3 separate regions of the Mus musculus genome follow, and all the other regions are linked to region 1. A link is a contact called in public promoter capture Hi-C data. All regions are on one chromosome and are shown on one strand. The core of a region is the stretch at or near the end of the contact, and the rest is flanking DNA. Distances in the headings are between cores, read along the strand shown. Region 1 holds the start of Arrdc3 (arrestin domain containing 3). Region 2 holds the start of Cox7c (cytochrome c oxidase subunit 7C). Region 3 holds the start of Mrpl36 (mitochondrial ribosomal protein L36).

What was found. Promoter capture Hi-C pulls out the DNA fragments that hold promoters and counts their contacts.
Region 2: a promoter capture Hi-C map of pre-B cells shows a contact between it and region 1, with 6 times the contacts expected there. The contact joins the promoter of Cox7c here to the promoter of Arrdc3 in region 1. A contact is called at or near these places in 2 of 39 promoter capture datasets (liver and pre-B cells) and 1 of 484 Hi-C or Micro-C datasets (pre-B cells).
Region 3: a promoter capture Hi-C map of pre-B cells shows a contact between it and region 1, with 8 times the contacts expected there. The contact joins the promoter of Mrpl36 here to the promoter of Arrdc3 in region 1. A contact is called at or near these places in 2 of 39 promoter capture datasets (liver and pre-B cells) and 1 of 484 Hi-C or Micro-C datasets (CD4 T cells).

The regions. Positions count from the first base shown.
Region 1 is chr13:80,880,778-80,885,078 of GRCm38.p6, reverse strand. Arrdc3 (arrestin domain containing 3) reads right to left here and starts at 1,657. Exons shown (of 8, transcript NM_001042591.1): 1 at 1,150-1,657. The coding sequence starts at 1,429.
Region 2 is chr13:86,045,152-86,048,977 of GRCm38.p6, reverse strand. Cox7c (cytochrome c oxidase subunit 7C) reads left to right here and starts at 2,183. Exons shown (of 3, transcript NM_007749.3): 1 at 2,183-2,377; 2 at 3,109-3,251. The coding sequence starts at 2,303. The coding sequence ends at 3,225.
Region 3 is chr13:73,329,013-73,332,971 of GRCm38.p6, reverse strand. Mrpl36 (mitochondrial ribosomal protein L36) reads right to left here and starts at 1,963. Exons shown (of 2, transcript NM_053163.1): 1 at 1,881-1,963; 2 at 794-1,612. The coding sequence starts at 1,599. The coding sequence ends at 1,291.

The DNA.
Region 1 (4,301 bases), core at 408-2,907:
ATCCTCCATTTCCCACTTGCCTTAAGTTCAATTAACGTCTCCCTAGGATGTACATTTTAGATATTAAAAAAAAACAAAGTATTCCTCTATCTGAAAAGTCGCCAGTATTTGCACTAAAATACTGCATTAGAAAGGAGAAACAAATTACATAACCAGTTTTAACATTATATTCTTCTTGGACTAGGAATTAAGTCATCGCCACCACCTGACGCGTGTAACCAATCTGCTGAGAGGAGAACAAGCGCCCCTCCTCACCATCCCCCAGAACTGGTCCGAAACAGGATTGAACCGCTTCTAACAAAGGGTGGAAACTTAGAAAAACAAGCTTGGAGTCGCCTGTATTTCCACAATGTAGGCACTTAAACAACAGATTGCAAATCTCAGGACCCCTTCTCCCTTTGACAATGCTTCAATCTTCGTCTTATACCCCAAACCCAAATCCGATGTGTCATATACTTTTCAATTCCATCTGTCTGCCATGGGTTTCATTGAATCCACGTTCCAAAGTTAGACATGATGCTCCGAGAAGAAAATCACTGACCCCGAATGGCTTCTAAAACTGACTTAATAGTTTGCATAATGATAGACATTATTCTTTGAAATAAACGATGCTTGATGTACATTTTAAAGGGAATTGGGAAAAATAGGGGGAAAACACGTGGGGGTGTTGGTGCCATATGTCAAAATAAGGGATGGAAGCCCTTTATCAAAGAACAATAATCAAGTCCTCAAAGTCGTTTGCACGTTAATATCAAAATCAGATACATCTAGCAACCTTCTTAAATGTCACTACAGTTCTTTATTGGAGCTCATTTCTGTATCTAAGATTGTAAAATAAAGGAAATCCAATATCGGACTGCAGCTTTTGCAAATGAATTTGAAAATATTAGTAAAACGACGGAGTCACATTTAAACACGTTGTAAGGTGCGTATGGCAGATATGAAGCCGGTTACAGATGTAGTTAAGTGCAGTTTGCACTCACTTTGCAGACGCCTGCATGGATTAAGGCTTAACACGCTTGAACGTCAAGGAGAAACTACAGCTTCTAAGTTTGCTAACCTTTAACAAACTGCCGATTAGAACTGCACTAAATGAGATTAAAGTTCTCATGCAAAGAAGTCGAATGTAGTGACTAATTAAAAACTTACCTCTTTCGTGCCCAATTAAGATGTCTTTATGGTTGAAATATTCTACTTCTTCAGTGTAATTCTGTGTATAGGCAGTATTGGAGCCGGCGTTTCTTGATTCCGTCCACCGTACTTTCGCATGTCCTCTTGCGTGAATTTTAAGAGATTTTACTCTGATCTCCCCGGTAACTTCTAAATTTACCCTTCCTGAGACAGTGTCCCCGCTAGAATACACGGGGACATTACTGTCATTAAGACAGTCAAAGCTTATTGTCAAACTCTTTACCTTTCCCAGCACCATGATTATAACAAAATCTATAAAAATATAATGTAAGACCAAAAAAAAAGTCAAGATCGCATATAAGATGTGATCTTCACTTAACACTGATGGGTGTCTTTGCCGTGCAAGAAAAAAAAATCATGCAGGCAGGATCAGTGATTGTCTACAAATAGTTCATTGAGATTTCTTAAAAAGTCAGGGCAGCAGAGAAGCCGCTGCTCCACGCTCCTGCTCGTCTCAGTGGTCTCCTTACAAAGACGGGCGGCTGGAGGCTGCCAGCTCACTTTAAGAGCAGCTTTGTGAAAAACAACCCTAGTGCGCAGGCGCAGGCTGCGACTGCGGCCAGCCTTCCAGCGCGCTCCCTCCCGCGCGGCGCGCGCCCGGCTCTTGCCGCACGCTCCCGGTACAGTAGGTGTGGAGCGGGCGCCGCCGACTTCGGTGCATGGGCCGCTGCGATTGGCAGGCGGGCACCCCGCCACCCCCGCCACCCCCGCCACCCCCGCCACCCCCGCCACCCCCGCCACCCCCGCCGCGGCCGCAGCGCCGGCCCCGCACGCGCTCCCGGAGCTGAGCAGAGGGACCCGGCGGCGCCAGGCCAGGAGTGTGCGCCTGGGCCGCGGACCCGGAGGACGTGCGAGCCGTGGGGGAAGGGGAGAAACCAGTTGGGCAAGCGGTTGGTGGCCCGAGTCTGAGCTAATGAATTTCAAAAGAAACGTAATAAAAAGCAGACAAATATTGTTCATAGAAGAAAGCGTTGTTGACTTGGATAGAAATAACAAAAGCAAGCAGGACTTTGTAGGCTGGGTGGCAATGGACTAAGCCAAGGCCTGAGGAGCCAAAGAACAATGCTCCAGGCAGCTCCCGTCTTCAGCTCCTACAGCATCAAACCCAATCAAGTTGTCTGTGTAGTGTGTAGGCCTGACCACTTCCTCGAAGGGAGAAAAAGTCCTTTTTCAAGACATCACCTTTTGCTCCTTTTGCAGGGAATGACTCGATTACAACTCCTGTATCAGGAATAAGAATAGAGCTCACACCCCTAATTACCACCTCATAAGAGGCGGTTTGAACATAGTCATTTAGCTGACATTGTTTACAACAGACTGAAAAGCCTTAGGAAAGCATATAAGGTGGTTTTTGGTTTTTAAGTATGATTTGTTATATAAGTGAGGCTTAATTTTGTTAAGCCTTACTTTTAATTCAACATGCTAATTGCCGTGCTGCATCTTTAAATACAGGCACATTTCTCCTTTTTTAATGCCTTGAGTAAAATACTCAGTCATAAACATCACCAGGATTTAGGGGGTAATAGATCATTAACAATCAACATAACCTCATAACAGGGCTATGTTATAAAATCCTGTATTATGCCTAACCAAAAAATGTGGGGGGTTGGTTGTCCATAGTTAAACATTAGATTTTTTTTTTGAATGATAAATCTGGATAGGTCGAATCACAACAAACTAAACACATTCATCTTGCTGTTTTCTTTATTTAAAAAAGAAAAAAAATCTACATGTTTAGTTAGATTGAACTTGACACTTGAACTGAAAAAAAAAACCTAAAATATAACTATGTGAAGAATAATTACTGGAAAAGCCAAGAAGAGTTTAGCTTTTTATGCATAAAATTACACATCTGTGTATTTGGTCCGGGGTGGGGGGTAGGGGCAACTTTCTTCTCTTGGTTGACACCTGGTGGATAATCCAGGTAAAGTGTCTAACCCTTGGGCTAAGGGTTGGTAACAAATACTATTGGTGTTTTTCTCCCCCTAGTGGTAACAGCCACGTCTTTGCTAGAATGTCAAGTTTCCTTCAGTATGAGGTGGATTTCAGCATTAGACACCACAGAAGATTGAGCAAGGAGTGGAGTTAAAAGTGGGCACAACGAGAATTTACATTATTTTTTAAATTTTATTTATGTATGTATATCTATGTAAGAGCACGCATTGTGTGTTCTGGAACCTGTTAAGCCAGAAGATCGGTGGCCTCAGACTCCCTGTTACTGGAGTTATAGATGTGAACGTGGCTACGTGGGTGCTGTGAACTGTATCACATTTCTGAAAATTAAGGATCACTATGTAAGAGCCTGAGAATTGCATTTAATGGAAAAGGATCCTAGTATTGTTTGTAGTTTGTAAAGTTTCTAATGGGGAATCAACACCATCCCTGTATTGCTCCCTCTTTTATTTGATGCTCCTAGGATCTTTTGCTTCATTAGATTTACTTTGCTATTAGTCTAATGTGACTTCTCAAAGACTTTAGTAATGGACACATGCTAAACCTTAACCAATAATTTTTACCCATGTTGCATTTATTTCCCTTTGGTCCCCTTTTCCTTTTGAGGTTTTGTTACATAGTATTCCTCAAGTGTGTAAACAAGTATATTTGATTCATTTGGCTTTCCCCTCCTAGTTATTGAAGCCACAAAAGCATGACGAACAAACAAATATGCTGGTACCTCTAAGTACTTGTGTATATTTTCATTTCTAAAAGAAATGTTATGCTTAGGTCAAATTTTGTATGTTATTTCTCTTTGATTTTAATAACTTTGCATTTGCAGACTCAAAATGTCTCCCCTTGAGACAGCTGGGAGTGCTGGGTTGTGGCGTGCTATCTTGGGCTTCTCTGATGTTTCACTGGGACACTATTGTATTTTGATTTAGATTTCAGCTATTCATCTTCACACCAAGGCTCTTTCCTGCTGCAACCCAGCCTACATCTCATATGCTTTGTCCTCCTACTCATCTGCTAAGTCTCTCCTCCTGTCAAGTACATCTTCTGCCCCCTTTGTTGGCTTGGCTTGTTGTTGCCAATATGTAATTTAAAGGCGAGAGTCACCAAGAGGAATCGGCTCCTAGGAAATTCACATTTTACTGACTGAAAGTTTGTACTAG
Region 2 (3,826 bases), core at 934-3,433, 5.2 Mb before region 1:
AGTTGATGGCTACTGGCGGAAGAAGGGTCAATTTTCCCTAGAACGTGTCACCATTGGTGGGTTTCTTTGCCAAGTAGATGGCTAAAAACCCATTTACACTTCCATGTGAGCAATACTAAATGTACTCAGTGAGATATCTTAAACAAAGAAGGCATAAAGTTGGGAGGGGCACACATTGTAGGATGTACAAAGAGAGTTGGAGGGAGGGCATAGACATCAAAATAAATTGTATACATGTATAGAATTCTAATAGAATAAACATAAGTATTGTTACAAATCTTTTAATATGAAAAAGGACAGAACAAATCTCTTCTAAAAATTTAAGAGGGGACTGAAGAGAAAGTTTAAGAGTGCTTGCTACTCCTGTCAAAGAATCAAGTTTTAATGCATGCATACACAAAGGCAAACCATCAGATAAAATGGATAAAATAAAATATCTTGGCCCCTTGGTCTTGCAAACTTTATATGCCCCAGTACAGGGGAACACCAGGGCCAAGAAGTGGGAGTGGGTGGGTAGGGGAGCAGGGCAGGGGGTAGAGTATAGGAGACTTTCGGGATAGCATTTGAAATGTAAATGAAGAAAATATCTAATAAAAATATTTTAAAAATGAAATTCTCTCTCTCTCTCTCTCTCTCTCTCTCTCTCTCTCTCTCTCTCTCTCTCTCTCTCTCTCTCTCTCCCCCCCTCTCTCTCCCCATACCCCCCACTCCAAAAGTTAGGAGAGGAACTAATCTCCCTCCCCACCTCCTTTCATCTCTCTTACTGTTATATATGGGCAAGACAATGGCACACTGATACTTTCTGCCTTACTCTTTTAATGACAATACTCACAGAGAGTCCAAGAGAGTCATCTAGATTAGGTAAGGATGGCCTACACTTGTGATAGAATTTGCAACTATGTTTAACAGGCAGATTCATAAATATGTAGATGACAGATAGATGATAGATAGATAGATAGATAGATAGATAGATAGATAGATAGATAGACAAACCAACAGACTGACAGACTGAGAGCTAGATGACAGAATGTAGTCCTGTGATTTGCTTAACTCCTGTTACTTTCTGAGCCTTAGTAGCTTGAATGAAATATTTTTACACATCTCTTAGGATATAGTTTCAGCCAAATTTTATCATCAAATATGAACCATATTTAGACTAATCTTAATTTAACAAGTCTATGTGGTGTTCTTCTAAAAATTATAATTTTTAATTATAATATGATTACAGCATTTCTCCATTTCTCTTTTCTCCCTCCAACCCCTTTCATGTACCCTGCCTTGTGTTCTCTTTCAAATTCATGGTTTCTTCATTTCATCCGGTATTGTTACATACATAAGTAATATTATACAGACTGAAAAGGTTATATTTATATATTTAGAGATACACACAGTGACCCCCTTTTCAAACGATATTCTCACAAAAGGTGGGATGGGATAGGGAGTTTGGGGGGGGATTGGTAAAGGGAATAACATTTGAAATGCAAATAAAGAAATTATCCAATTTAAAAAAAAAACAATAATCTACGAGTGTCTAGTAGCCTTGGCTAATGTTGATGCTCCATGAAACTGTTATGTTCAGCAGGAATAAACCAATTCCTAATCCAGGGAATCTCCAGAAGTCAGAAGGTTCTTGTGTCTTCTCCAACCTAATCATGCTGCGCATAGGAGTTTCTATCTGTATGTCCTCTTATATCCAATTTCTATACCTTCAAAAAAACCAGGTCTTAGCACTTCAGTCCAGTTTTCACTACGGCATCCTTTGTGCTACATACTGTTTGATCAGTTGCTTGTGTTCCCTCAGACAGGACTATAATGCACATCTTTCAACCTTGGCAAAGAACCATAATCAAAATGACTGATATACTCACAAGAAAATAATTTTATTTCTTGTTCCATTAACTTGAACACACATGTTAAAGCAGCTTTAGTTTCTTCAATAAATTGTTTCTGGAAACAAATCCCAAGAATCCTAGATCTGAACTCATAGGACAGCTCAGGTCCCATTGAATCACTAAAGGTAAGTTATCACTTGGTGCTGGTGCGCGCTCATTCTAGAGCCAGACTACATTTCCCACAATCCATCGGAGCCGATATGGCGCCCGGTATTATCTAAACTACAAAGCCCACAAACCTCAGAGCCCGCCGGTTGAGTACGTTTCAGGAAGTTCCTGTTGTAACTCCCATCTTCCCTTTCGGTCTTCGCGCTCTGCCGAGCAAGGTCGTGTAGAAAGGGGAGTTAGGTGGTACGGCCATTTCTTCCGCCTTCCGTGTCTGCGGCCCTCGCAGAACTTCCAGCAGCGACATGTTGGGCCAGAGTATCCGGAGGTTCACGACCTCCGTGGTCCGTCGCAGCCACTATGAGGAGGGTCCGGGGAAGGTGAGTGAGGCTCGGCTGCCTAGGGGCAAGGTGACGCTCGGCGGCCGGCCTGGAGCGTGTGGGGAGGGAAGTGACTGTCCAGGAGCTCGGGGAGACACTCAGGCCCCTCAGTCCACACCCCGGGGAGAACTGGGAAGCACGGCGCCTAGCCGCTGCCTCCACGCCGCCTGTCAGCCGCAGAGCGAGGCCTGGAAGGTTCGGTGGGAGCTGGGCGGCGTCGGAGATTGAAGGTCATTGGAAACAAAAGAAGAGGGCCTGTGGCTGGTTATTAGCGCTTTAAACCAGCAAGCCACGTTTGAAGCGGCGATCCTCGGTTAGGCCCGGTTTAGCCCCCAGTGTAAGTAAACGGAGTACTTAGTGGTGACTGCCCCGGAATTGTTAGGTGAAGCCTGGTAAAGGGAAGAGAGAGGATGTGGAATAGGAAAAAGAGAAAATTGTACTGTGATTGATACTGAAAATTCGAATAACAACGGACGAGAATGATGTGTTTGTTTCTAAAAGTTACTACTTCGGAGAGTAATTTTTTTTTCAAATATTAAAACCAAAAAGACCCTTACACTTAATAGGGCCTACCAACTGGTATTCAGAAAACCTGCGTGTTAAATTAAAATGAAAATGTTCTGTCGAATGCAGCTGATTATAAAATACGTGGTTGCTCCCGACCCTTTTATTAGAGCAAGTTCAGATGCTTTGAACGAATGTTTTTTGCCGTGTTCTCTCTTTCTCAACAGAATTTGCCATTTTCAGTGGAAAACAAGTGGCGGTTGCTGGCTATGATGACCGTGTACTTTGGATCTGGGTTTGCCGCACCTTTCTTTATAGTAAGACACCAGCTACTTAAAAAATAAGGATATTTAATTCATCCCTTTAACAGGTAATTAGTAAGCTTCTAATTTTCCTAAAACAGTAATTTCTGTTCTATACCCTATACACTCTTCCACAACATGCAAGTAGATAGTTGTCTCCAGATTCCTTAAGGTTAAGTGTAAATGTCATATTGGTAGAGGCAATTTGGAAAACCTATTAAAAAAATAAAGTATTGATCAGTAAAGGTCAGTATTTTACAAGTACTCCTTGACCCCAATAATCTGAATATATATTATGCAACACACCTCTAAGATAAGTAGTATTAAAACCCCATTGAAGACACAGAGATAATTGATTGAGTTTCAATAGCTAGTAGCACTAGTGTAGGGTTCCTACAGAGGATAATCTTGTTCTATGAATCACACTTCATAAATCAGTGTTGTGTCTTCTACAGAAATAATTGAATCTTCAGCGACAAAAGTGCACTAAGGATAGCCAACCTTTGACATTACCAAATGGTATTGACATCTACAAAGTTGATGGGAAAGAAACCCTGAAATGTTCCAGTGTTCTTTTCATTTCTACCACTCCTAGTTATCTATTTTATGGTATTAAAGTTGGTATATCAGTTGGTCTGCTGAG
Region 3 (3,959 bases), core at 714-3,213, 7.6 Mb after region 1:
GATCAAAGCACATGGTTTCTCTGCCTCCCTTAAAAATAACATTATTGCCAGGACCTCTCTTTTCAAAGTCTTGTCTGGAGGATCTCTGCTTAAACTTTCTTGCTTAGCAACTATCAGACCTAGTGCTGTGAGCACTTCTTAACGGCTATTTTAAGATCCCAGGAAAAGGCAATGGTTATCTCCTGTAGCTACCTATTGAAACTATCTCTGAATTCACAGTACTCCAAGAAAATGATAGAGGGTACCAGCAGCTACCAGGTATAATTCCTTACAGAGGACAGCAGGTTCACAGCACTCGACATCAATCACAGGGCCACAAAACACGCTAGTCTGGAATCAGTTGGTAGACTACACCAGGTGAACCTGAAGTTCAACAGATTAATGGGACTTAGAACCACAAAAAGGCATAGTGTCAAAGACCAGGAGAAACATGAACCCCAGGCCCGCTTTTTTAAAGATTTATTATATGTAAGTTCACTGTAGCTGTCTTCAGAAACCCCAGAAGAGGGCATCAGATCTCATTACGGAGGGTTGTGAGCCATCACGTGTTTGCTGGGATTTGAACTCAGGGCCTTTAGAAGAGCAGTCAGTGTGCTCTTAACTGCTAAGCCATCTCTCCAGCCCTCAGGCCCGATTTTTAATAGTGACAACCGCAAGATTTGAAAAATTGCTGGTGTCCTAGCACTCCCTGCAGAAGCCAGCATGCTCTGTTACCTTCTTTGAACTGAAAATGTACTAACCTCCTTCTGAAAGCATTAGTTTGGTGGTAATAAAGAACACTACTACTCCAGAGTGTAAGAACAGTCATGACAAATATTTTTAATTGGTATCCAAAAGACATTTCTATGTAAACAAGGTTTTCCTTGAGTAAAGACTGGGATAGTTGCTACACAAGAACATCGTTTGTTCTTAAATTGGGATTGTTGCACACCCCACAAGAGCTTTTTGGCTCAGGCAGCCTCTTAAAGCACTTACAATCTGCTGCATATGGTAACAAATGGCAGAGGCAGGAGTTTCTCTCCAAGTTTCAGGTCAACCAGGGTTACCGAGCCAGACTTTGTCTCAAGAGATAAAGCTGGCTCTGTATTCCTGCTTCATACACAGCTACTGTAACAATCCTTCTCCATCGGCAGCTCTGGTCTGATTAGATGTGAAGGAATTGGGCTATGATGTGGGGAAAGGGGGGTTCAACAAAGCCCTAAGGCCCATGGATCTTACAGAATGCTTAATGTTTATTTTTCTCTGATAAGGTGAAATGAATTTTCCATGGACACTGCTTGAAGACAAGGGCTACATTTGTCGCTGTTTATGCTTGGGGTTGGTCTTACAGAGGATAAACCAGCGCCCACGCCTCTTCACCTTGTAGCAGTCTTTACAGCGCTTCTTGATGACACCTTTGGTTTTGAAGCCCAGCGAGGGCAGCAGGGTCGGCAAGGGACGGCCACAGAGAACTGAGCGCACCTCTGCGCAGGGTTTGGCGCGTGGCAATGTCCCCAGCAGGAACGAGGAGAAGACTCGGGGCTTCACCGCGAGGCGACTCAGGTGCAGGAACGGGTCCACCACCGAAGCCACCACGCTCCGTACAAGCAGTGCGGCCATGCCGAGCCCAGACCTGGGGGAAGAGAAGCGTGGTCATCCTGTGCTGCACGTCTGCCAGTCCCTAGGCCCTCCCCTATCAAGGTTACTTGGCATCAGAGGTCAGAGCACACATGCCAGGGTTGCACTCTGGGCTCCGCGTCTCCATGTGCCCAGGCCTGCGCACTCCGGAGAAGCCGCAGATTCCGGAGGCTCACTCACGCCGGCCAGGGACCCCGCCCGCACTCCCGGCCAGCAGCTCTGGCACCACCTCTGCCTGCCCCCATGAAACCTGGGACCCACACCTGGGAAGGGGTGCCACCGGCGGAGAAGTCCTTAATCAACTTCGGGCGCCGGTTAGCGAAGCTTCCGCGTCTGCGCAGTGGAGTGGGACGCCACCGCCAGGAAGAAAGATGGCGTAAGGTCACGTGGGATGACGTGTGCTGTGCAGAGGACGACTAAGGAGCAGATAAAGCCTTCCTTGTCTCAGTATTCTTTATCCAGAATCCTGCACTCTAAGCTCTGCCTCTGCAGATGCTGGGACCAAGACCGGTGCCCATGGGAGAAGAAAAAAAAAAAAGACAGAAAAAGCAGGCTTTGACTGTAAAAGAAACTGCAAACAGTGAATATATTGGAAACAAAACAAAACCCAACATTCAGACAAAATGTACAGGTCATATGTTTACATTAAGAGACGTTCTGGCAGACATGGGAAAGGCCAGAGGAGCAAGTGCAGACACTGCTCTAGTTAAGTCCCTACCCGCGAACTAGGAAAAGCAACAAGGAACGTGGAAAGACCAACATACACCATTACTGATTTCTACAGTTAATTTCCATATATATACATGTATATATGTATATATGTGTGCGTACAGGTAATTCCTATATATAGGGCTTCTACAGTTAATTCATATACATTGGATTTCAGGTGGTTCGTAAATCTACCCATCTTATTTTTATGTATAGCAAAGTAGGTTGTCATTAAGGCTAATGTAGTTCTCTCTAACTCCCAGTCTCACCCTTCACACTAAGCACCCATAGGAATACCTTGAGTTCCAGCCAATAGATGACTGTGAGCATTCACTTCTGTATTTGCCAGAACACAGGGCCCCTAATGAAGGAGCTAGAGAAAGTACCCAAGGAGCTAAAGGGGTTGACAACCCTATAGGAGGAACAACAATATGAACTAACCAGTAAACACCGCCCCCCCCCCCCAGCTGTGTCTCTGGTTGCATATGTAGCAGAGGATGACCTAGTCGGCCATCAATGGGAGGAGAGGCCCTTGGTCTTTCTTTGGGGATTATATGCCCTAGTTCAGGGCAATGCCAGGGCCAGGAAGTGGGAGTGGGTGGGTTGGGGAGGGGGGAGGGAGGAGGGTATAGGGGACTTTGGGGGATAGCATTTGAAATGTAAATGAAGAAAATATCTAATAAAAATGCCTAAAAAAAAAAAAAAAAAAGAAAGAAAGAAAGAAAAGGAAAAAAGGACTCCAGAGTTCTAGCAATTAAAAAAAATAATGTGGGTCAGAGAGATGGCCTGGGAGTCACAAGTGCTTTCCATGCAAGTCTGTAGACCTCAGTTCAGTCCCCAGAACTCACATGGAAAAAGAGACTGGCTTCCTCCAACTTCCACATGTGCTCTGTGGCACCTGTGTATGAACTCACATGTGTGTGAACTCATACACAGACAGGGGGTGTTAGGGTTTAAATAGAGACTTAGGGCTGGAGAGATAGCTTGATGGCTAAGAGCACCTGCTACTCTTGCAGAAGACCATCATTCTGTTCCCAGCACCCACACAACTACTCAAATGGACTGTAACTTGACCTGTCTGGAGATCCTGTGCCCTTCTCTTGGTACCAGGTAACCACACACATGGCCATATATAAATGTATACACTCATACATATAAAATAAATCCTTTAAAAAGAGGGAGAATGAGACAAATCTGCAGGACAGGGTGTGGAGACATAAGCCTGAAATCCCAGCACTCCAAAGGCTGAGGCAGGAAGACAGTGAGTGCTAGGTTAGCCTGGCTTACAGAGCTTAAGGCTAGCCAGGGCATCTTAGGCCCACATTTATTGGGGCATTTTTCAACTTGGCGAGGTCTTTGTCCTTGTGTCTTAGGGCCCTCTCTGGTTACCCCTTTCGTCTTCAGACTCACCTAGTCCTTATGCTATAGCAGAGCACAGAAAGGTAGATACCAGGTCATTAACCTCCAATCCTGGCCAAGAGATCCCAAACAACACATGCTAGCTTCTGGCACTTTCTCGGAATTAGTGACCCGGCCCTGCTCTGAGTCTGGGGTCCCACCTGTCTACCTCTGAGCAAAGTTGTTCAGGCTACTTTGGGGTTTGACAGTATATGTCGTTCCAAGGGAGGTTCGGA